Linked DNA regions of Sus scrofa: region 1 is linked to region 2. The links are chromatin contacts, called in public promoter capture Hi-C maps. All regions are on one chromosome and are shown on one strand. The core of a region is the stretch at or near the end of the contact, and the rest is flanking DNA. Distances in the headings are between cores, read along the strand shown.

Region 1 (5,704 bases), core at 1,070-3,569, 67 kb after region 2:
TGTGGGAAACGGGGACTCAGAAGATGGTCCACAGGAGGTAGTCTTTCATTTATATTTTCTGTTCCCATTCCTGGGGGCCTAGAGTGTGACTCAATAGAGATTTTCCATTGGAGGATGGGCCCCCAAGCTCATCACACAGATCAGCTTCATCACCATGTCATCCCTCAGGAAACAGACCAAAGTGAGCAGTAAAGCAGCCTTGAAGAGTAAAGAGGAGACAGAGAAGTCACCCAAGAGTGGGCAGGGGAGGGACAGTCCTTGCTGCTTTGCACAGGGTATGGTGGATGGACGGAGGATGCTGTGTGTTTATGAGCCTCCTGGAATTTCAGCACCTGTGGATGGCTCCCCCACCTGCTTCCTCTTTTCCCCATCCTCTCTCTCCTTGTTATTGCCCCAGAGTGCTAAAGAATGTCCACATATTAGCCTAGGCAACCGCCATATCCCAGGGGAGTTCTGTTTCAGGAAACCACATCCTGCTGGCCAAGAATGATGAGTTCTGGACTAGGAATTTGGGGAGTGGCGTTGTCTCTGCAGCAGCTCAGGTTGCTGAGGAGGCATGGATTCAATCTCCAGCCTGGTGCAGTGGGTTAAGGATCTTGCGTTGCTGCAGCTGTAGCATATGCTATGGCTGTGGCTTGGATTCAGTTCCTGCCCCGGAAACTTCCATGTGCTTTGAGTGCAGCCAAAAAAAAAAAAAAAAAAAAAAAATCTGGAGGAGTCCTGGGCTCTTGTTCTTTGATCCTACAGTTGACCTCAGACACGTCACATCTCTCTGGGCCTTGGTCTCTTCATCTAGAGGATGGATCACATCACCAAGTACCAAAGTTGCCAGTATTTTGAGATTCCAAGTTAACTACTGACTCCAGAAGCCCTCAGGAAACAGGAGAGTGGGGAAGGCAAGTGAGATGGGGTCTGAACAGAGAGGCAAGACCAGAGAGGTGAGCAGGTGGGAGGAAGCATTGCTACCTTGGGATGAAGCCAAACGTATACTTTGGGGAGATGGGAGAGGGATGGAGTGGGAGTTTGGGATTAGCAGATACACAGAGTGGATAAACTTGGTGTTCCCATCGTGCTGCAGTGGTTAACGAATCTGACTAGTAACCATGAGGTTGCGGGTTCAATCCCTGGCCTCGCTCAGTGGGTTAAGGATCTGGCGTTGCTGTGAGCTGTGGTGTAGGTTGCAGATGCGGCTCGGATCCTGCGTTGCTGTGGCTCTGGCGTAGGCTGGCAGCTACAACTCTGATTAGACCCCTAGCCTGGGAACCTCCACATGCCACGGGTGCGGCCATAGAAAAGGCAAAAAGACAAAAAACAAAAACAAAACAAACAAAAAAATAGGCTCCTACTATATAGCACAGGAAACTCTATTCAGTGTTCTGTGATAAACCATGATGGAAAAGAATTTTTTTTTTTTTATGCTTTTTTTTATTTTTTATTTTTTTTTTTTAGGCGTTCTGTGATATGCGTTCACAGGTTATCTAATGGAGCTGTAGCGCTGTCTACACCACAGCCACAGCAACCAGATCCAAGCTGTCTTCGACCTACCACGCTCACGCACACCATGATCTTCAACCGCTGATGAGCCAGGATCGAACCCACAACCTCATGGTTCCTAGTCGGATTCGTTAACCACTGTGCCACGACGGGAACTTCGGAAAAGAATTTTTAAAAAAGAATTTCTAAGTAAAACTGAATCATTTTGCTGTATAGCTGAAATTAACACAATTGTCAATCACCTATATTTCAATAAATAAATAATAGAAAGTAAAAGGGGAAAACATGTACCTTCTGGAAGGGAAGGATTCCACCTGAGGCCCTACTGGGGCTCTGCTTCTCATCTTCAACCCCAAACCTTCCACGTAGACAGCAGGACCTTGGAGGAGACTGGCAAGCAGACTGGCCTCCCAGGAGTCTGTCAGGGGAGCACCTGCTCCGAGCTGGGCCCCATTTCCTTACCTGTGGCTCACTGGCTCAGCTTGGCGTGCGATGGGCTGAGGGTGGAGGCTGGGCTGGGGCAGGCAGCCTGCTCTCCTCTGGACCCACAAGCTTCCCTCCGTGAGCATGGTGTGCCATGTGGCATTGATCCCGGGGGGAGCTGAACTCAAAGAAGCACAAACACCAACCACTGTTGTGGAAAGTTCAGCTGCAGGGTCTCCAGACCCGGGGTTGGGAGCTGTGTCTCTCTCTTCTGTGACCAATGCACCATTCAGGCCGACCCTGACCTTCTGGGGGTGGAGTGGGAGAGAATATGAGCAAATTCGGTTTCTGAGTGGAGGAGCTTTGGGTGCTCCTGGTTTCAAGCCCGGTAACTACTGCTCCCTCCCCAGAAGTCTGAGCTAGAAGTTAAAACTTCCCTGTTCAGGTGGCAGGGATCTGCTTTAGTGGCCAAAGCTATTTACTAGAGGGCAAACAGCTGAAGAACCAGCTCTGCCATCAGACCACAGACTTCTCTCTGGAGCTTTTCATGCAGAAGTTGGTAATCAGGTGCTTCCCATTGACTCTCACCTCTGAGGTTTTCATACGTGCCCTCTCTCAAATTCCCCACACAGAGGTCTAGGGCTGATCTAACTCCTCTCCATGCCAGCCTCTAGGCAGCTAAGAGTAAGGATTCTAGAATGGATCTGAGCCGTTAGGGGCTTCATGAGAACAAGGCTGAGACTGAGGGAACCAAGTATGAAGGAGCCAAATTGATGGGCTGAGCTCCCTTGTAGCCCTGAAGGTCTTTGTATCTCAGGGAGGCTCCTGCTGCAGAAATTAAGCAGCAGGTTTCTACATAGTTTCACTCCCTGCTTCTTCCTATTCTGCACCTGTGCAGCAAGATGCCTCAGAACAACAGAATTCTCTGGGCGGTCATAGGCCAAGGACATGGGAGAGGAGTGAGGGTGGGAGAAGATGGAGGGTCTCAGAGTGAGACTTTCCAGTGGTGGGGAGCCCACATGGATGGTCAAAGGTCAGGGTGAAGTGGCAAACTAGAAGCTGGGATGGCAAGCAGAGGTCAGGGCCAGGAAGAGCTGTCTGGATCCTGGCTCTGCCTCCGAGTGGCTTGAGGGAGTCTCTTCTCTCCTCAGGGCCTCATCTTCCTTGACAGTAAGAGTCTGATTAGATCTCAGACTGCTTGTTGCTGGCTGCCTGGAGTGCTCTGTTGAGGATTCTGGGAAATCTTCTATTGATGGGGAAAGTCTGTGATTGATTAGCAATGTCTGCCATGGATGAATAAAGGGAATGGGATCGTATACATTCCTCTTTATTATTTTGTTATTTTTATGCATTAATGGAGCACTCATGATGTGCCAGCACTATTCTAAGCAGTTCACATTTAATCTTTACAACAACGCTACAGGGTAGGTAGGTATTATTATTATTAATAATATTATTAGCATGAAGGACAGTCAGTAAGTAGCAAAATGGAGATTCCAACATGGGCAACCCCCCCCACCAACCCTTAAGCCTTTTTGCCACTATGGAATACCAGCTCTTGTTGATGATTCCTGACAATCTATGATTCTGTTGAGAAAAAAATGGGGTCAGAAGATAGAAGGATCCAGGAGATGCACAAACACTGAATGGCCAGGTTGGGGTAGAGGGCGGGTGAGCACATGATCAGGCGCCTAACAAGAGATCTGACCCTGGGCCTCAGCCTGGGAGCTTTTATATACTTCCTCCAGTTTGGCACACTCAGGACCAGCAGGTGGCAGCACCTGGCAGGGTGAGAGGAAAGGGCAGCTCCTGACTTGGCATGGGAGTCCTTCAGGGATCAAACAACCCAGATAGCGAGGAAAGCACGAACGAATGAGAGTGTGGAGGAAGGCTAGCCAAGGGCCCCGAGGAGGAGGAGGGACCCAGTCTCAGACCCATAGGGAGCTGCCATGGCCAAAGATTTAGTTCCACCCGCAGAGCGAGCCTCTCAGCTTGCATTTCATGGTGCCTGCTGTGGGCTTTTTTTTCCTCCACTCTGGGAGAATGACTAACTTTAAGGACTAAAAAAAAAGTGTTTTGATTACACTGCCTTTTTACCAACTGGGAGCATTAGTCACCGAGGATTGCTGCAGATAACGGGGAAGGCAAGCAGCATCCCCCTCCTCCCCCTCCTGCTCCCTGATTAGCTCACAGAAGCCAGGGAGGAGACGCTAGTGAGAGAAGGAGAGTGCACAGGAGGGAAAACAGTCCCCCCCACGGCATTGCCCCAGGCATCAGTCCAAGGGATGCTCAGCCACACCTGGGCGCCCCCTGATCGCTTGCCCCACAGTAGGAGGCGCCCATTGGAAAGAGAACCAGCTGGAGGAGCACCAGGCCCACTGCTCCCAGGGGCTGAGTTGGCTTTGGGTGGCCTGTTCCTCCAGGTGGGTCCAGAGTCCACCAAGAGGAAGTCCCCGAGGATGTGGCTCCCAAGGTGGGGTTTGGTGGCTGAAAAGGATGAGGAAGAGCACCGTGGAGCCATGACGGCTGTGATGTGGGGCTGGTACCCAGCCCATAGTGGGGCCAGGAACTGCCTTGGCCTGGGGGCCTCAGAGCTCAGACTGGGGTTGAGAAATCCCTGTAGGTGGGGATGGTACCCAGTTTCCATGCCCCATGCTTCAGCACTCTCCCTTCCTCTCCCTCCCCAAGGGGGTGGTATCTAGGCCTTTGGCCTCACCTTTCTACTCTAAGTGGCCTTTTCTGCCCCTGCAGTGGTGCTGCTGGGGCAGGAGAGCTAAGGTGCTCTCCTGGTCTGGCCTGTTGGCCAGGGTGCCAGAGATGGGAGCTCGGTGTCTGCTCGGGGAAGGCAGTGAAACCGGGAGGGATGGCCCTGGGCTGCAACAGGGACAGGCCAGCCCTGTGAGTCCTGTTCTCTCAGCCCAGCCCTGCAGCCCATTCCCCTGACAGTGTCACTCCACCCTGGGAAGAAGTCACTTCTCTGAGTGGCCTTCGACTAGTAGCCACTCACGGAGGTCTGTGGGAAGGATTCTAAGAATTAGGACAAATTAGCCTTGGACTGACTCTAACAGTAAAGAAAAAGAAACAGTTTTATTTATACATCTCTCAAGATCAAAGTACTTCATCTTGATTTTGCTCTTGCAGATTCTCTTTTAAAAATAAAACATCCACAGTGTCTGGTGTTCACTGATCTCAAAAAGCATATATGGCATCACCTTAGAACAAATGGGGTTAAAAGAAGGAGAAGGCCTGGGAAAAGTCACCCTCAACCCCCAAGGCCATCACTGCAAAGGGGGCTGTCCGGGCACCAGGGTCACTATGTGGTTTGTCCCTCCAGCCCCAGCCTGTCTCATCAGGCTTTGCTTCCTGAGCATGTTACGACTGGCCTCTGGATGCTCCGAGGCCCCATTGTCTGCCCTCTGACGTTCCCCACAGTAATAACTATCATTGTCAAGTCTTATTGGCACTGGGCTAAGCATTTGGCCCAGTTATTAGATTGTTATTAGATAACGATTTTTTAAAAAAAGATTTTACTCTTAAAAAAAACTTTTCAGGGCTGCACCCACGGCATGTGGAGGTTCCCAGGCTAGGGGTCGAATAAGAGCTGCAACTGCCAGCCTACGCCACAGCCACAGCAATGCCAGATCCCAGCTGTGTCTGTAACCCACACCACAGCTCATGGCAACGCCGGATCCTTAACCCACTGAGCAAGGCCAGGGATCAAACCTGTATCCTCACTATGTTTGGTTTTTAACCTGCTGAGCCACAAGGAGAACTCCCAGATAATGTT
Region 2 (4,983 bases), core at 501-3,000:
TTCCTATTTCTTTGAAGAGCTAGTTCTTGGAATTGTGGCAGCTTATGTCATGGCTATGGCCTGGTAGTTATGTAGTTAAGTTCTTCCACCTAATGAGGGTTTCAGTATCTAAAAGACAGCTGGAAGGATATGGCTCAGAATATTATCTATAGCCTTTGAGGAGGAACTAAAAGTCCTTGGCTTTCTTTAATGGGTAAACCATTGCTATTTGGCCTTATTTTCCTCTGTCTGTATTTTCTCATGTCTCTGATTAAACTTATCCTTTGGCCAAAGTATTTCTACAGACAAAAGCAGGTGGAAGACATGGTGGGAAAGGACCATGGAGTTCTGCTCTGTTTCACCAGACCAGGACAGAGCAGGGCAGTCCCTTGGCCAAATCTTGGCCCTGAAGACTGCGCCAGGGATGGGAGGGTCAAGACAGCAAGCAGAACAGCAGAGTAATCTTCAAGGTCTCTTCTCAGCTGCTTTACTCCTTACTAGCCTTTCCATATCACAGCTGAAACCAGGGGCCAATACTAGCCATTAGACCTCGACAAAACCCCTAACCTTTCTGAGTTGTACCTTCTCAATCTCCCAAATGGTATAATGATGCCTGCCCTACCAACCTCACAGGCTTGTTATGAGGATAATATGAGATCAAGCTGTTTCAAAGTGCTTCGTGCATGTTAAATGATTAGGAAAGGGTGTTGGAGGGAAGCTAAACAGGAGGGATGATGGGAAGGTAAGAGCATAAGGGGGAACTGGTATTGCTAATGGGTACTAAAATGGCAAGACTTTGAGCAAGTCATTTCATTGGAGTTCCCCAGGTTTCAAATCTGAGAATTAAGACACCAGTTCCAGACCTGCCTGTTCCCCAAGGGTTGATGTAAGAACTAAAGAAAATGACCACAAGACCTCTTTATAAATGTATACCTAATTATCATGGATGTTTATCTTACTAGATTAGGTTCCTAGCTCTTTGTTATTTGAGGATGGGGGGAAGCATAGTCTCCTGCAGGTACCCAGAGGATGGGAAGTGTGTGTGGGTGTGGGTGCCTGGTCAATGGAAGGGTAGGGCTAGGGATGGGGTTTACCCATTGGTTGGGTAAGGCACTGGAACCTCTCCTAGAGATGGCCACTGATTAGGGATCCTCCGCCTTCAGTCAGGAGGAAGTCAACTAGTTCTGTTGCTGCTGCGATCTTGGGGTTTGCCAATGTGGGGGTGGTAGGTGTTCCCTTATGTTTTTTTGGGGGAGGGGGGCTGTCCAGCTCCAGCTGTCTTTGGACTAGGAACCAATTCTCTGAAGCCTGCTTTTCTAATGGGACACTTAAGCGAGGACACCGCCGAGACACGCCTTCCTAACGCGCATCCGACGGGGGAAGGCGCACTTCCGCTCCGCAGTTGGAGCGGGATGGCAGACCGGCGTGGGGGCAGGGAGAGGTCGGTGGAGAGGAGGGAGGGACCATATCCGGGAGAGTGGCAGCTTCCGACCAGTGGTCGCTCTTCCGGAGAGGCGCTTCCGGTGGCGGCGGCAGCAGCGGCTGTGGTGGTTCCGGGTGTCTTTGTCCCCCCGGTGTCGCGGCCCTGGCCCGCAGGTGGGTTGGGGGGCCTTCCGTCGCCCCTCTGCCCCTTCACCTCTCCCCCGGCCGAGGGGCTGCGAGGGCCGGGCCGCGAAGATGCACCGGGCGCAGAAGGGGCCGAGCCCCCCTTCGGACTGCAAGTCCCGTCTCCCTGGCAACGGCCTCGGCCCTGGGGGCGGGCGGGAGGAGGAGAAACCGCGCGCCTTCGTCCTCCCACGGTGGCCGGTCGCTGTCTGGCCGGTAGACCAGGAGCTGGAGGCTGCTGAGGCAGGAGCCGAGGGCCAGGGAGCGCGGGAGCAGGAGGGCGGGCGCGCAGCCGGATTCGCGTCCGGCCGGGCCACGGAGCTGTCTTCCCACCAACCCGTCCGGGAACAACGGGCCGGGCTTCCGGGGAGAGGGCCCACACCATCTCTCCGGCACCAGCCTCCTCCATTTTTCCGGGCCTTGCGTGGAGCTTTTGGCGGATGTATTTGAATGAATGAATGTCACCGGGGCTCTTTCCAACCCCCTACTCTCCCCAACCATCTGAGGGTGGCGTGGCATGGTGAGAGGAGCGCTAAGTTGTCGGAGACCTGGGTGTGAGTCCTGGTTTTGTCCCTACCTGGTTATGTGGCTTTGGGCAAGTCTCAGTCCCTCGAGCCTCAGTTTCCTGTTTTTGAAAGAGCAATACAGTATCACCCACCGCTAGGTTACTGTGAGGGCACACTGGAACATTGTAATTTCTCCATTTCCTGCTCCTCTGTATTCTCTCCATCCATCTTCTCCATTCATTCTCAGTATTCATCTCGCCACTTTCTTTAAGACCCTTAGTTCCTTTTGGGGGGTAGATGGGAATTTTCTCTGTGAGCTGTTAATTTCTTTTCCGATTGAAGGTTTTTTCCCAAGACTCTGAAAGAGGACAGCATTCCCAATGTCCCAGTTTAAGCGCCAGCGGATCAACCCGCTTCCAGGGGGACGCAACTTCTCAGGTGATCACCTTTATCTCTACCTGGCCTCATACTGGGAAGTATGGGCTTTGGAGTTAGTCTTCTTTTAAAATGAGGCTTTTGGGGTTTCCCTGGTGCAGTGCAGTTTGCTGCTGATATTTTTTAGGAAAATAGGAGATGACCAGAGTGGTTGTCAGCGAAACCCTGGGTGGAACTTGCTTGGATCCACTTTGCCCTCTGGGTTTACTGTATCCTCTCGCTGCCTCTAGTACTTTGGATGGTAGGTACTGTTCCTAGATGGCTTCTCTGTCACAATAGGCGCAGCTTCAACATCTCTTCTGGGTCCTCCTCCTGGTTTGCTCACTCCTCCTGTGGCCACAGACCTGTCTCAAAATGCCAGGCATCTTCAGGTAGGTTGGGCATCCTCTCTAGTGAGTTTCAGCACCTGGGGCTACCCCAGAGTGCATGGCTGCCCAGTGCATTCATTCGGACATCACAGTGTTCATCCTTCCTGACACGCCTGTCCTGGGGCAGTCTGGAGGTGACTAGGCACCTCTGACTGGGGAGCCCTAGGTTCTGGCTCTTGGAAAATCTTTAGGGTGCTTCTTAGAATTAAAGAACTGAAAATCCTTCCAGCATGAACCCCCCACCCCCTTGGGCAGTAGATATGCCTGTTTTTCACGTATGCTTTCTTCCATAGGAAACTCCATGCGGTACTCTAATCGAGCTGGGGTGGGGATGGATAAAGATGAGATGCTAGTGGCAGAGTGTGGACAGGTGCTCCCTGTTACCTTTAAACTGCCCTCATCTCTTACAGGGTGGGGAGAAGCAGCGGGTCTTCACTGGTATTGTTACAAGCTTGCACGACTACTTTGGGGTGGTGGACGAAGAGGTCTTTTTTCAGCTAAGGTAGGCTTGAGGCTGGTCCTCTTCCGGAAATGCTTATTGGATTTAGTTCTGTCACCATGCTGGTGGGTCCCCTCTAAAGCCATTGCTTTGCTTTTTTATGCGTGGTGTGAGAAATCTTGATGGGAAAGTCCTCATAGAGACAGTCAGGGTGGCTGGGCCAGGGTTTCTCTCCTGACTGGGTCTCCTGGCTTGTGTGCTGGCAGTGTGGTGAAGGGCCGGCTGCCCCAGCTGGGTGAGAAGGTGCTGGTGAAGGCTGCATACAACCCAGGCCAGGCAGTGCCCTGGAATGCTGTCAAGGTGCAAACGCTCTCCAACCAGGTATTCATCTCTCCTTGGCACATGAGTTGGAAAGGGATGGGAGGGAAGCCTCTGTGCCCTGAAAGCTGGTCAGAAACCTTACTTTGGTCAAGGGGGTGGGGCTGCATCTTTCCAAGGTAGGGAGCACATCAGCCATGGGATGCCCTGAATTTCCTGCCCTGCAGCCCCTGCTGAAGTCCCCAGCACCTCCCCTTCTACATGTGGCAGCCCTAGGCCAGAAGCAAGGGATTCTGGGAGCTCAGCCCCAGTTGATCTTCCAGCCTCACCGGATTCCCCCACTTTTTCCTCAGAAGCGTGAGTCCAGTGGCATGGATATTGGGGGTGTGACTTTATGGGGTACTCTGGATGGATGGACTTGTAACTATTAGGTTGCTGCTCTCAGAATAGAAGTGGGTACTTTGTGAACTGGAAGAAAGAGACAGGAAATTTGGGCAAATGTTTAGGGTTTTGAGTTACCAGCCATTTCCTTTCTGCAGCTCTGAGTCTCTTCCAAACATCCCACACACTTCATCTGAGCCACCTGAACAGATTTCCTGCTCGGGGCCCTCACGGACGATTGGATCAGGGCCGAAGGTAAGAGGATGATCAAGCAGGAAAGGTAGTTTATTTTATTTATTTGCCTCTAGGAGAATGTCCCCCCTTTTTTGCCACCTGTTGACACTAACATTGTTTCTGCAGCTAGATCCTAGTCCCTTCACCCCCTGACGCAGGCTGATGCATAGAGATGTATATGCAAATATTGGAACTTTATAAGCTGATTCAGCAAGTGGGGATTTGGTGTAATCTTTCAAAATATCTATCACATTGAACTTTTTTCATATAGAATTTTCCCTTTTAGTTCTAGTCCCTAAGAGTCAGACAGTAAGAGTCAGAACTATCAAGAAAATAGTAATTGTCCAAAAAAAGTACCCTTGTAGTATATTTTTAAAATTGAAGTATAGTTCACATTATCCCAGCAGATTGGGTATTTTTATGTGAGACGATCACCACAATAAGTCTAGTTGGCAGCTGTCACCATACAGAGTTATTAGAATATCCTTGACCACATCCTCTGTGCTGTACATTATATCCCTGTGACTTATAACTGGGATTTTGTACCTTTTAATCACCCTTCACCAATTCTGCGCATTCCCCCCACCCTCGTCCCCTCTGGTGACCACCAGTAATGTTCTCTCTTTATCCATAAGTCTGTTTCTGTGTTTTTTAAAAATGTTTGTTCGTTTTTTTTTTTTTTTTTTAGTTTCCTGCAGTCATGATTTCTTAATATAAA

What was found. Promoter capture Hi-C pulls out the DNA fragments that hold promoters and counts their contacts.
Region 1: a promoter capture Hi-C map of liver shows a contact between it and region 2, with 4 times the contacts expected there. The contact joins the promoter of BIN3 here to the promoter of CCAR2 in region 2. A contact is called at or near these places in 1 of 5 promoter capture datasets (liver), 4 of 47 Hi-C or Micro-C datasets (alveolar macrophages, embryonic fibroblasts, liver and 1 more) and 2 of 2 datasets of contacts at active chromatin or transcription factors (alveolar macrophages and skeletal muscle).

What each region holds. Positions count from the first base shown.
Region 1 is chr14:6,924,631-6,930,334 of Sscrofa11.1, forward strand. It overlaps BIN3 (bridging integrator 3), which reads right to left and starts at 2,320. Exons shown (of 11, transcript XM_021073387.1): 1 at 1,957-2,320. The coding sequence starts at 2,063.
Region 2 is chr14:6,858,302-6,863,284 of Sscrofa11.1, forward strand. CCAR2 (cell cycle and apoptosis regulator 2) reads left to right here and starts at 1,751. Exons shown (of 22, transcript NM_001206340.1): 1 at 1,751-2,138; 2 at 2,433-2,528; 3 at 2,805-2,896; 4 at 3,304-3,395; 5 at 3,599-3,713; 6 at 3,878-4,007; 7 at 4,190-4,286. The coding sequence starts at 2,471.